Regions from separate parts of the Anser cygnoides genome. Here region 1 is linked to region 2. A link is a contact called in public Hi-C data. All regions are on one chromosome and are shown on one strand. Each heading gives the region's core, a stretch centred on a gene start, on an enhancer-like site or on the middle of the called end of the contact. The rest is flanking DNA. Distances are from core to core; before and after follow the strand shown. Region 1 holds the start of WHAMM (WASP homolog associated with actin, golgi membranes and microtubules). Region 2 holds the start of BTBD1 (BTB domain containing 1).

Region 1 (5,511 bases), core at 2,483-4,982, 140 kb after region 2:
AGCACTTCACACTGTCAGGTTCTCCAGCTTGGCAGACTTTCACATGGGAACAGGGATAAAGAAAAGAAACATAAGAGTATTTTCAAGTCCAAAGACAGCACATGGGTACAAGACTAGTATTCAAATCCTTCTTTTTTAAAAAAATCTAGATTTCATGAGCCTAAGCACCCCTTTGAATTATTTATATAGAAGCCAACTTTGTGTTTCATCCATTCCGATTTTCATTTTACAGCATACTTACAACAGTTCAGCTCTTTTCTGGAACATTAACAGCTCATTTAAATTTGAACAGACCATTTAAGGAAAAATCAAAATAGTAGATGGCACTCTTTTCCAGGGATATCATAACTTTCAGTATGTGTTTCCAGTTTAAGATGCACATAAAATTAAATTAACAAAGTGGTAAGTCTGAGTCTGTACTTCTAATAGGCTGTAGCAGCAATAGAGAACTGCTTTGGGTGCTAAGGTCTCCCCTGCCTTCTGTTCTCCTACCACAGCTGAGGTAATGTGGTGTCCCAGCACTGGGGGGATGGCATTCTCAACGTCACAAACTAATCCCACTGAACGAAGGCTACTTATATCTCTGTAAATTCAGCTCACCAAAGAATAACCCACAGACAGGTGGGGAAGTTTTCCTTTACAGTCCTCAAAATGTAGGGAAGGGGAACACTGGTGGAATATGGTTGCATTTCTATTCAAGCCAATACCATGGACTCTGAGATCTCCTGAGAGTGGTTCTACCCTAACTTTGAATTTCTATGTCATGTTTGGTGGATTTGCAGAAGGGGGGGGGGGGGGGGGGGGGGGGGAAGTAGGTGAAGACAAAACTAGAGAATTTTAAATAATTTGAGCCTAAACTGCTCCAAGAGCAGCCGATGCCCCGCTATGTAACTTGGCCTTTCACTTGATAAGGGCAGACCCACCAGGATTTCCAGTTTGTACAGTGTCGCCAGTTCTCGCATATCTCTGAAGGGCTGCAGCAAATACTGGTAGAACTGCGTCGCCATGGTTACCAAATCCTGATAAGCTTCGTCTTCTTCTTCATAAACCTTCATCAAAGCCACCATTGTGTCAGCACTTTTATGCTGCTGGAGAACCTAGGGGGATAAAAGGTAAATAAGAGTTGGCTGGTTTGCATTTGTGTGTGCTGACTGCCGACGAGCTTCAGTGGAAAGAACCTGCCGTTTATCTCTGGATGGAATAGGCGAGGCTTCCCAGCAAGCCAGGCAGTCAGTAGCCACCCCCAGCGGGAAATATCATTAACACCACACTCCTAAGGGCGCTAATTGCTGCATATTGCGTTAGGAGACTGCAAGGAACATCAGGCACATCAGGAATTCCAGTAGCTGCGTGCAGGTGACTTGGTCACTGCTTTTTGGAAACATGAGTGGTAAATGGGAATTCTGCAGACTGGAAGGACAAGGAAAGTATTCTTAAACTAGTTTTTGCATCTCTTCCACAATTACTGAATGCCTGCTAATGAGTTTCTGGATCCCAAATTTCATACTTGGCAATGGAAACACCAGACTGCCATCTAAAAATAATAATTCAGAACCAGATTCCTACTCATGATATAACCTGCAGTTAAGTTCCTTTATCATTTGCACAATTTGTGATAGCTTTCTCTAATCTCAGTCCTAGCAATATTACTATGTAACCTGTAATTCTTCCAGTGAATGACTCTCTTTCTGACACATCAGTCCCCATCTGAGATCTTTATCTGCTCCTTTGACAAAAACGAAGTTGGGAGCTTCCCCTCAATTACTTGTGCTTATTGGCACCAATCAAAACTTCAAAAACCTTTCTTTGACAGCAGCTGCCAGAGACCACGGCGCACTACACACCAGGACACGGTGAGCCAGCTGGAGGAGCACAGCTGAGCTCCGCTGAGGAACACAGACCTTCCTGAAAGGACACTGCTTGCTCTACAGCTCCTTACGGGAAGGGAACAGTGGGTGCTTGGTGCTACAAGTGGGGGAAAAAAGCCTCAGAAACATGGGCTTGATTGTGCCTCGACTGAAAAGCACTAGAATTAAACTATCACCTTTGCTTTTGCCCACTGGGTCTGGGTAAGAAAGATCGCAGCAGCAAGAGTCCCAGCTGCAGAGCAACCTCCCCAGGGAAGGTCTGTAGAAGCAAGCTCAAGGGCACTGCCTGCCCATCCCCTCCCCAGGCCCAGTGCATTGGAACGAAAGGATATTAACTGCAGCATTTCTGGTAATCCCAGAAGTCCTGTGGCCCCTCACACATTTCCAGGAGCCCACGGTAGCTCACAGCCCCAGGGCTCACCTGTAGCAGTTTACCAAACACACACAGCATCAATGCCTAACAGAAACACAGCGGTTCACTTTCTGGTTCCCCTAGTCCAGCAAGCAGTGAGGGTCATGCTGCTCCTGGAGGATGTTTATAGTGCACAAAGGGAAATTATTTGTGAAATGCACAAGTCACCTGCTGGGAAAGGAGGAGCTTATGGTACCAAAGGGAGAAAGGGCTAACAATTAGTTCATACAACCATCAGGCCAGACTTTGGCACTTAAGAACTCTGACCACAAAACACCTATCTGGCATAGGCCCGCAGCTTGGCTTGGTTTTAATGAATAACTTGACCAAGAAGCCCCCAGTGAAAGGCATCACTGCAAAGAGGCTGACACCTTCATAAAGAGGTTAGAGAGCTATGGCACGATTGTACTTTCACTTCTGGTTGTCATTCCACTCAGTGCACAACACCGCTGGATATTTTTAGCGACGTGTTCTTGTTGGAGCACTTGCAGCTTAAGCAAGCCCCCAATGCCTTACACTCGCTGCCGGCTGAGCTGGGTTATTCCCCACTTAATAAAGCCAGGCTTGCACAGAGCGAGGACGCTGTACTTGAGAGCGCCGCCTTACTGGTTCCTGGGCACCCGAAGTGTTTGTGTAAGCACTCAGCCGAGCGCTGGGCAGGCCCAGGAGCAGGACGACATTACAGACACCCCCTCGCTCCCTCCCACCACCCCATCGTCAGCTGGAGCACCCAAGGCTCCTGCAGCTGAGCACCACGCCCGACCCCAAGGCTCCACCACCGGGGTACGAGCACCGGCGAGCCCCGCTCGGGGCCACCCCGTGCCGGGAAGCGGCGGCCCCGCTGTCCCGATCCCCTTCCCACCCCCGTGGGGCCCGTACCCGCCGCAGGGCCTCCTTGGCCCGGGCCAGGTGCCCTCGCAGGGCCCTCCCGCGGAGCTCGCGGAGGCTCTCGAAGTACTCCTCGTCGCGGGGCCGCTCGGCGGCGAAGAGGGCGTCCAGCAGCACGCCGCCGCCGCACAGCTCCAGGGCCCAGCCCAGGTAGCGCTCCAGCGCCCGGCACAGCTCCTGCGCCTCCGCCTCGTCCGGCGCCGGGGCGCCGCCGGGGAACAGCACGGCCCAGAGCCCGCCGGCGGAGCGGGGCAGGGCGGGGAAGGCGGGCTCCAGGCGCGGGCACACGGCCGCCAGCTGCCGGTGGACGCCGCGCAGGGCCGGCGCCGAGAAGAGCCCGGCCCAGCTCCGCGGGGCTTCTTCCCCCTCCTCCGCCGCCGCCCCCGCCCGGCCGTGGCAGGTGACGGCGAACGCGTCCTCCGCGGCGTTCCAGCCCACCAGGAAGCGGAGCCGCGGCGGCGGCTGCGGCGGGGCGAAGGCGGTGTCGCGCACGGCCACCCAGCCCTCCAGGCTGTCCGCCCCGGGCTCCGCCATGGCGCCGCGGGGCCCGCCGGAACCCGGCCCCGGCCGCCTTAACCAGGGGCGGTGCACGGCGCGCCGCTCCCATTGGCGGGGCGCCGCGAGGGGGCGGGGACTAACGGGGTGTGGGGGGGGGGCTACGGGGAGTGTGGGCGGGAACTCCGCGGGGTGGGCGGGGCTTCGGGGGTGGGCGGGGCGAGCGGCGCCTCACGCAGCGGAGTGGAAATAAATAAATAATGGCGGGCGAAGGGCTGGGGAGTGAGGGCTGAGGGATAGGCGTGTATGAAGGCACGGTGTGTGGAAAAAACCACATAGAATCGTTACGGTTGGAAAAGACCTTCAAGTTCATCTGGTCCAACTGTCCCGCTACCACCAAGATCACCCACTAAGCCATGTCCCTAAGCACCACATCCAACCTTTCCTTGAACACCACCAGGGACAGTGACTTCACCAGCTCCCTGGGCAACCCGTTACAATGCTCTGACTACTCTCTTATTTTTATTAATTATTTAAAATAATAATAATAATTTATATTATTTATTATTTATATTATTTAATACTAATTATTATTTAATAATATTTATTATTATTTTACTATTATTTTATTAAATAAAAATAATGATAAGAAAGTTGTTTTTTTTCGTGAAAAGCAGCGGGCAGAACACATCAGCCAAGTGCGAGGCAGCACCACCACCTTCCCTCAGGGAGAGGGGAGCAGGTCGCACCTCAGGGGCCGCCGCCATCTCCCTGCACCTCTGTGGTGTCAGTTGTTCACTGCCCTGGCCACAGCCACAGAAAGCCGCCGTGTGCCAGCAGTCTTCTTTCTCTACAGCCACCATCCCCCAAATCTCTCTTCTTTTCTTCACCAACACAACCCCACACTCCTTCCCTGAGGTGCAAAATTTGAGGCGCCCAGTGGCTGAGGCCACACACCGCCTCTCCACACTGAGGCTGCCCTGGGCGGGCTCCCCGCTCCTGTGCAGGCTGGCAACTCTGGGGGTTTGTCTAAATCCAGTCCCAAAAGATGGTCCCCCAATACTGGAGTGCCAAATGAGGCCAGGTCCTGTAGAGGATTGCTCCTCAGCCTCGCAAATACCCCACCCTTTCTTGGCAGTTGAATGACTTCAGGAGGATGGCAGCGTGCATTGGCCTGCTCCAAGAAGGCCCCATGAAAGGACCTGCAGGCCTCGGAGGGGAGCGGGAAGTGAAGCGGCTTTTTGTCTAGCACATATCTCTCATTCTGGCATTGCGTGCAAGGCTGAATTTAATTTACGGTAAACAAAATGCTATGTGCTAGTCTTTGGAAGTAAAGCTGACACTACTAGTTTTTCAACAGATGAAGGCCTGTGAGATTTTGTAGATGAACAGCACAGAGGCATAAATAAGTTCCCATCTGAAAAATTAATAAAATCTGTCTGACAGCATAAATGTTAACATTCCTGCAAAGGCGACATCAGTTACGTGAAAACATCATTTCTGCTCTGATCTCACAGATGATAGAGGCACTGTCAGCAGTAATGAGATCATGACTACATGGATAATTAACTTGTAATTCCTTTCTGAAACAGCAAACAATTGCATGGCTAGAAATGTGAGGAAATGACACGAAGTTTAATTGGAATGGAGGAAAACGCAGAGCTCTGTCAAGATGCAATAGACATTTCCTATTGCACTGTCTCCTGAGCTCAAGATGTATACACCGCAGTGTTCTCAAACACACTTAAAAGTCTGCCAGCAAGGTTAGCTCTCCAGCAAGTTCACAAGCAGAAGGTTTTGTATTCTGGACAACTGCAAGGGTTGTGGATTGCAGTGGGTACATAGAGC
Region 2 (5,760 bases), core at 2,428-4,927:
TTGCAAAATTTCCATGTGATGTTTGTGCCAGTTTGTGCCAGATGTTTATACACATCTTTAAGTTAGGATTCTGAAAATATTTCCAGGACTATATTTATTAGCGGGAATGTTTATGGCAATGATGCACTACAAGCTACAATTACAATATATTAACTGAAATTATGTAGAAATTATGAGTATTATCACTAAAAATTGGAGGAGTATATCAATATAACTGGTGACACAAGGTACATAACAACCTTAATGCTCCAGGACAACTAAGCAGCAAAGCTGAAAATGCACATTTAAATGCTCACATAAAAGAAGTACTTGTAGAAATGATAGGGCAAAGAATTATTGAAAAAAAAAATCCCTGACCTTTAGTGGTCCTCAGATGTAAGACTCAGATTTTGTTTTCTGTGCTTGCATGGATCCAGAGATAACTTTATTGTTATTATTTGAAAGCATTGTTGCTACAAATTTACACATTTGAATAATTTTAACGCTAATAGTGATTCAGTTACGGGAATGGAACTATGTATGTGTGGCATCCACAGCAATGGCATGGTAACAACTTTTAAGAATCTAATTGAGCACGGAAAGGAAAAGTTGTTGAAAGGTCCCAACCAGGAAGTTTAATCAGAAACAAACCTATGATTTACACTGAATTATTCTCTTCCCTCATGAAGCAGTGAAGTGATGCTAGCTGCTTATGATAACAATTACTAATCCCTGTAAAAATATGTGCCAGCTCAAAAACTCAGATCATAACAAGTACTTCGAACATACACAAAGCTGAGTTCATGTGGGGAAACAAAGGAAAGGGAGGAGAATTTAAATAATCTCAGGAACAAATGATTGAAAACAATATGCTTTGTAACCCAAACCCTGTTGATGGCTCTCACAGAACTGGCTGGGCTTAACTGGCGGGGAAGGACAGGGCCTCTGGGCAGACATTCCTGTGTCTGGGACATCCCTGGCGTAACAAGTATCTCAGAAATCCCTGCAGTTTTATCACCAAATTCTCCAGTTCTTCTTCAGTGTGTGTAAATCCAGTCTCTCTTCTACCCTCCTGCTGATGGGTAAAGGAAGATCATAATTTAGGAAGTTCTATGAATTTCCATAGCAAAAAGACACAGCCTGAACTATCTCAGGCCATTACATAGACCTTGGAAGTGTGTTGCTCAAAAGCGTGGACACTCCCTGACCTTCTGTTTTGCTGGCCAGTGATCAAGACAACCTTCGCAGTATATAATATAATACGGTTGAACTTTTGTCTGCAGCCCTTGATTTGTAGCCATTCTGTTACATGAGATCAAACAAAAAGTTCTGCTTGGGCCAATTTGCAACTGCTTATGTTATCTTTTTTTTCTCTCTGTATTAATTTATACGATATTTCCTAGATAAAAACACAGCATAATAAGAAAGCCAAAAAAATGGGGCAGCATTTTAGCGACTTTCATATGTAACCACTTTTGGGAAAAGCATTGTGCATTATTTCTGATTTGGACCAGTGAATACAATCCTGTGACATCATATATAAAAATGGCTATGATCTATCTACTGATAATGCCAAAGAAAAGCCAGCTGATTTTTTTTTAAAGAAGGAAACTGGCATGAAAATTACAAGGTGAAACAAATGTCTGAGGCTTATTGTCTACATGCAGGAGAAAAAAAAAATTTTTCAAGAGAAATTTGTTATTTAATATTCTCTTAGCTCTCACTTCCAAAACTGTTTGAATTAGTCCATTTAGCTTTTAGCTGATCAGATCTGATGGGTATCCAGGTCACATTTTTCCTTTCTTTTGTCACCCTTCCTGTTTGTTTGTTTATTGTTTTTGTTTTTAGACACTGGATTTCTTTCATACTATTTTTTTTCCCTCATTTTCACTATCAGCTTTCTTGCTCAGGCTGTTTCATAGGTCTTTCTCTGTTTGTTTGTTTGTTTTTCTTGCATAGCTTTTTCTTTCTATGATTGAAGATCTTACATATTCTGTCTGCCCCAGCCACTGTTTTTTTAATTCGTTAGCCTACCTTTCCCCCTTTTTTCCTCAACCCTCTTGCAGCCTTGTTAACTTTCTCTAGTGTGTTAATGACAGCATGTTCACATTTTCACAGTTCTGTATAAGCAGGACAGTTGTGCCTGTTGGCTCCCAGTTGACAAGCTAACTTGTCAGTGTTCACAGTAAGGTAAAAGGAGAAAGACAACAATGCAGGAAACTCGTTAATGTCCAGATCATCCCATAACAAAAAAAAAATATATATATATATACTCCCAGACAACATTTTTTTTCTGTCCACGTTGTCACCATTTTCCTCTTTTTTTTTTTCTTTCCCCATTTTTAGTGACAAGTGATTCCTTTCATTTTTTAAAAACTCCCCCTAAAATGAGTTCTCAAGATGATCCTTTGGGGTTCCGCGGAATGGAAATGTTATGAGGCAGCAAAGCAGCAAGTTGTGGTATATCTCAGCTTCCTGAGCTTCCAGTCCCTAGGCTATCAGAGGGAATTTGGGCTTCTCCCCCTTTCCGCCCTTTGTCCACCTTGGGACAAGGAAAGTGCAAAGGTGCTAGCTTCGTTCTCCCAAGTCAGCAGCATGACTTTACTTTTAAATATAGCCTCAGTGCAAAGCTGCTTGCTGCTTTATGGTTGGTATACTATATCTTCTTGTGCCCTTTACCCCGCTGAAATTGCTTCCATCTTGCTTAAGGTTCTCTAAAATTCGTTCTGCGAAACAGACCACATTTGCTTGGTCTCAGTTTTGTCCTAATTATAAACCTAAACGCAGAGTGGTGACATATTATATTCCTCTTTTAGCCACATGTTTCCATAAATGCTGACAAGTCAGGAGCTATGATAAATAGCTTTCAGCTCCATAATTTACATTGCTGCTGCATTTACAGCAAAGCTCCAGCAGATGGCAAAAGGATCCGCCTTATTTTTCAGCTGACAGTGCCGGGTTTGACAGAACAGTGACAACGCAAACCTTTTCCTTCTTTTCCAGAAGCCACAAGCGTAGTAAAGTAAAGTAAAAAATAAAATAAAATAGATCCTATTTTTTCAGTATTTGCCGAATTAATTCACCACCTTAGTGACCTTAGACGACCATTCCCTGGTCCAAGGATGCTGAATTTGACGGCCACTGGTTTAGACAGAAAAAAATGTGCTATTAGATTCACCATTAGTAAGTTTTGCTTTGGTTCGTCTCCTCAGAAGTTTAAAGTGTCAGACATGAAGGCACACTTCAAATGGACTGCTTTTGTGTACAAATTTTAAGGTGCACATACCAACAGTCACTCATATTCTCAAGTTATTTCAGAAATAGTTAAAACGGGCATCCTTATTTGTGTTGAGTGTCATTATAAGGAACCAGGTGCTATAAAAACGAATTTGCGTTTCACATGCCTTAACCGGAGGGCCGTAACTTTTACTCAGTCACACACAGAAATAAATTTCCATGACTGCGCAGCTGCCTTTTGCCTCTTTACGGCCTAAGCCGACTCTCCCCGCTGGAACTGCATTCCCACTGCACGCGGGGACACCGCAGTCCCTCAGACAAGTGACAAAGTGACAGAAGTGACAGAAGGAGCGGGCAGACCGACCCCGCTCCCCTCAGCCGCCCGCGCGGCCGCCTGCCACCCACGGCCCCACAGGGAGCCTGCGCGGGGCGCATGCGCAGCGTTGCTGCCTGAGCGCCCGGCCCGGCGCGGCGCGGCGGGGCCCCCTCAGGGCGGCGATGGCGGCCGCCGGCGGCGGCGGTGGTGCGGGGGCTCCCGGGGAGGCGCCTCCCGCCGCTCCCGGTGCCGCTGCGGCCCCCTCCGCCGCCCCCGCCGTCCCCCCCGCCGCCCCCGAGAGCGGCGCGGTGCTGCAGCGGGAGCCGCTGTACAACTGGCAGGCTACCAAAGGCTCGCTGCGGGAGCGCTTCGCCTTCCTGTTCTCCAACGAGCTGCTGAGCGACGTGCACTTCGTGGTGGGCAAGGGCGGCCCCCGCGGGGGCTCGGGCGGCGGCGGCGGCGGCGGGGGGGCACCTCCCGGGCCCGGCCAGCAGCGCATCCCCGCCCACCGCTTCGTCCTGGCGGCCGGCAGCGCCGTCTTCGACGCGATGTTCAACGGCGGCATGGCCACCACCTCGGCCGAGATCGAGCTGCCCGACGTGGAGCCCGCCGCCTTCCTGGCGCTGCTCAGGTCGGGACGGGGGTGCTGCGAGGCCTGGGGGGGGGGGGGGGGGGGGTGCGTGAGGAGTGTGTGAAGGGGGGTGTGAGGTGGGTGTCCCCCCACACGGCGGCTGCCCCCCGCTCCGTCCGCTCAGCCTCGCCCAGGAGCTGCCGGGGGTCGGTTCCCCCCAGCCCCGTCCCGTTTGCTTCCCCCCCCCCCCCCCCGAGATGCCGGGGGGCCGCCCGGGCAGCCGGGGGCTGCACACAAGGTCACGGCGTCCTGCGCTGTGTTTCTGCCCTCCGCATCCCTTCCCCAGCAGAGGTGGCCTGGTTTTAGGTTCGGTGGCCCTGCAGGGTGGGGGGGGGGGGGGGGGGGGGGGGGCTCATTTGGCTTTTTGGTTTCGTCTTTTAATGAAGGTGGTGGGAATTGGTGGTTCAGCAATCTCCGGGTGTCGCAACCGCCCATCCACCTACTGATGGCTGAGACGGAACCGAGCCTGTACTGAGCTTTTAATTTCATTTGATAATTTACTTTGACGACTTACTCGTCTTGCAGTTCTCTCGTCTTTTTCAGCAGTGGTAGTGAACTGTGTCCCTTTACCAGAGAAACGCTTATTTCTCTGAAATGCAGTCACACATTTCAGATACTTTGGGTGGAGAGTGCAGCAGCTCGCAGTTAGCTAACTGAGCTTACACGCAAACCACCCAGGGGAGACCATGAGTGCAGTGGTGGGGAAAAAGTATGTAAAATGGGCTACTGATGTCTGATATCTGCTTAACCTTAAGATTATTTTTTTTACAAGAAACTCCTCTGCTAGGCATAATCGCTATAAAATGTATTAAACAGGTATCTGTAATGAACATTTTGAAAACAAATAATATAATTGCCCGGAAAGAAATCTGTAGTGTCTCAGAGCTTTCTGTAATGCAATAAGGGCCCAAATCTTAACAATTTTTTTGTTTTGAGGCCAAGAAGAATCAGGTAGTCCTTTTAGTAATCATGAAAACGGGAATTACAGCAACTGATTTTGCTTTAAAAAGTAAACAGCAGCAACTTGTCTGTGTTGCTCTTTAGCAAATAAACTGTATTTTCTGGTTTCTCAGCAAAGAGGGAGTGGCAAAAATGTAAGGTGAAGTGCTTGTGTAGCATGGTGGGAAGTGTCTTTCAAGCAAAAATTGTTACAAAGGTTAATAGCAAATGAATGAGACGTGTGTCTGTATACAGATATGGAAAAAATGCCAGACAGTGAAAAGTGGTTATAATGAGAGAAGTTTGTTTGGATCAAATATACAAATGCAGAAGCAGGAGGGTGAGAAGGGTAGTGTTTGAAAATTGTAGAAGTAAGCGAAGCAAACAAAAGCCACCTTGTGTCTGTAGAGCTGCTGGTACGTAAGGGCCAGGGCACTTGCATAAATAAATTGATTATACCTGTATCTGGTCTAAATATCACCAGACTGAAATGAAGTGTTTCAGGTTTGACGTATGTATGAAATAGTTGGCAGCTTTTTAGAACTTTCTCGTGTATTATAGATACGTATTTAGAGTGAACTTGTTCCAACTACAAGGCCTCAAAAGAGTCCTGTATTGTTATTTTTCTGTTACTACCTCCCTAGGTCAGGAGCAGGTA

Evidence for each region. A called contact is a pair of places that touch in the nucleus more often than the background predicts.
Region 1: a Hi-C map of liver shows a contact between it and region 2, with 1.7 times the contacts expected there. The contact joins the promoter of WHAMM here to the promoter of BTBD1 in region 2. A contact is called at or near these places in 2 of 7 Hi-C or Micro-C datasets (both in liver).

The regions. Positions count from the first base shown.
Region 1 is chr11:10,501,590-10,507,100 of Taihu_goose_T2T_genome, forward strand. It overlaps WHAMM (WASP homolog associated with actin, golgi membranes and microtubules), which reads right to left and starts at 3,733. Exons shown (of 10, transcript XM_048071978.2): 1 at 3,160-3,733; 2 at 924-1,097. The coding sequence starts at 3,702.
Region 2 is chr11:10,360,431-10,366,190 of Taihu_goose_T2T_genome, forward strand. It overlaps BTBD1 (BTB domain containing 1), which reads left to right and starts at 3,678. Exons shown (of 8, transcript XM_067003894.1): 1 at 3,678-4,163. The coding sequence starts at 3,715.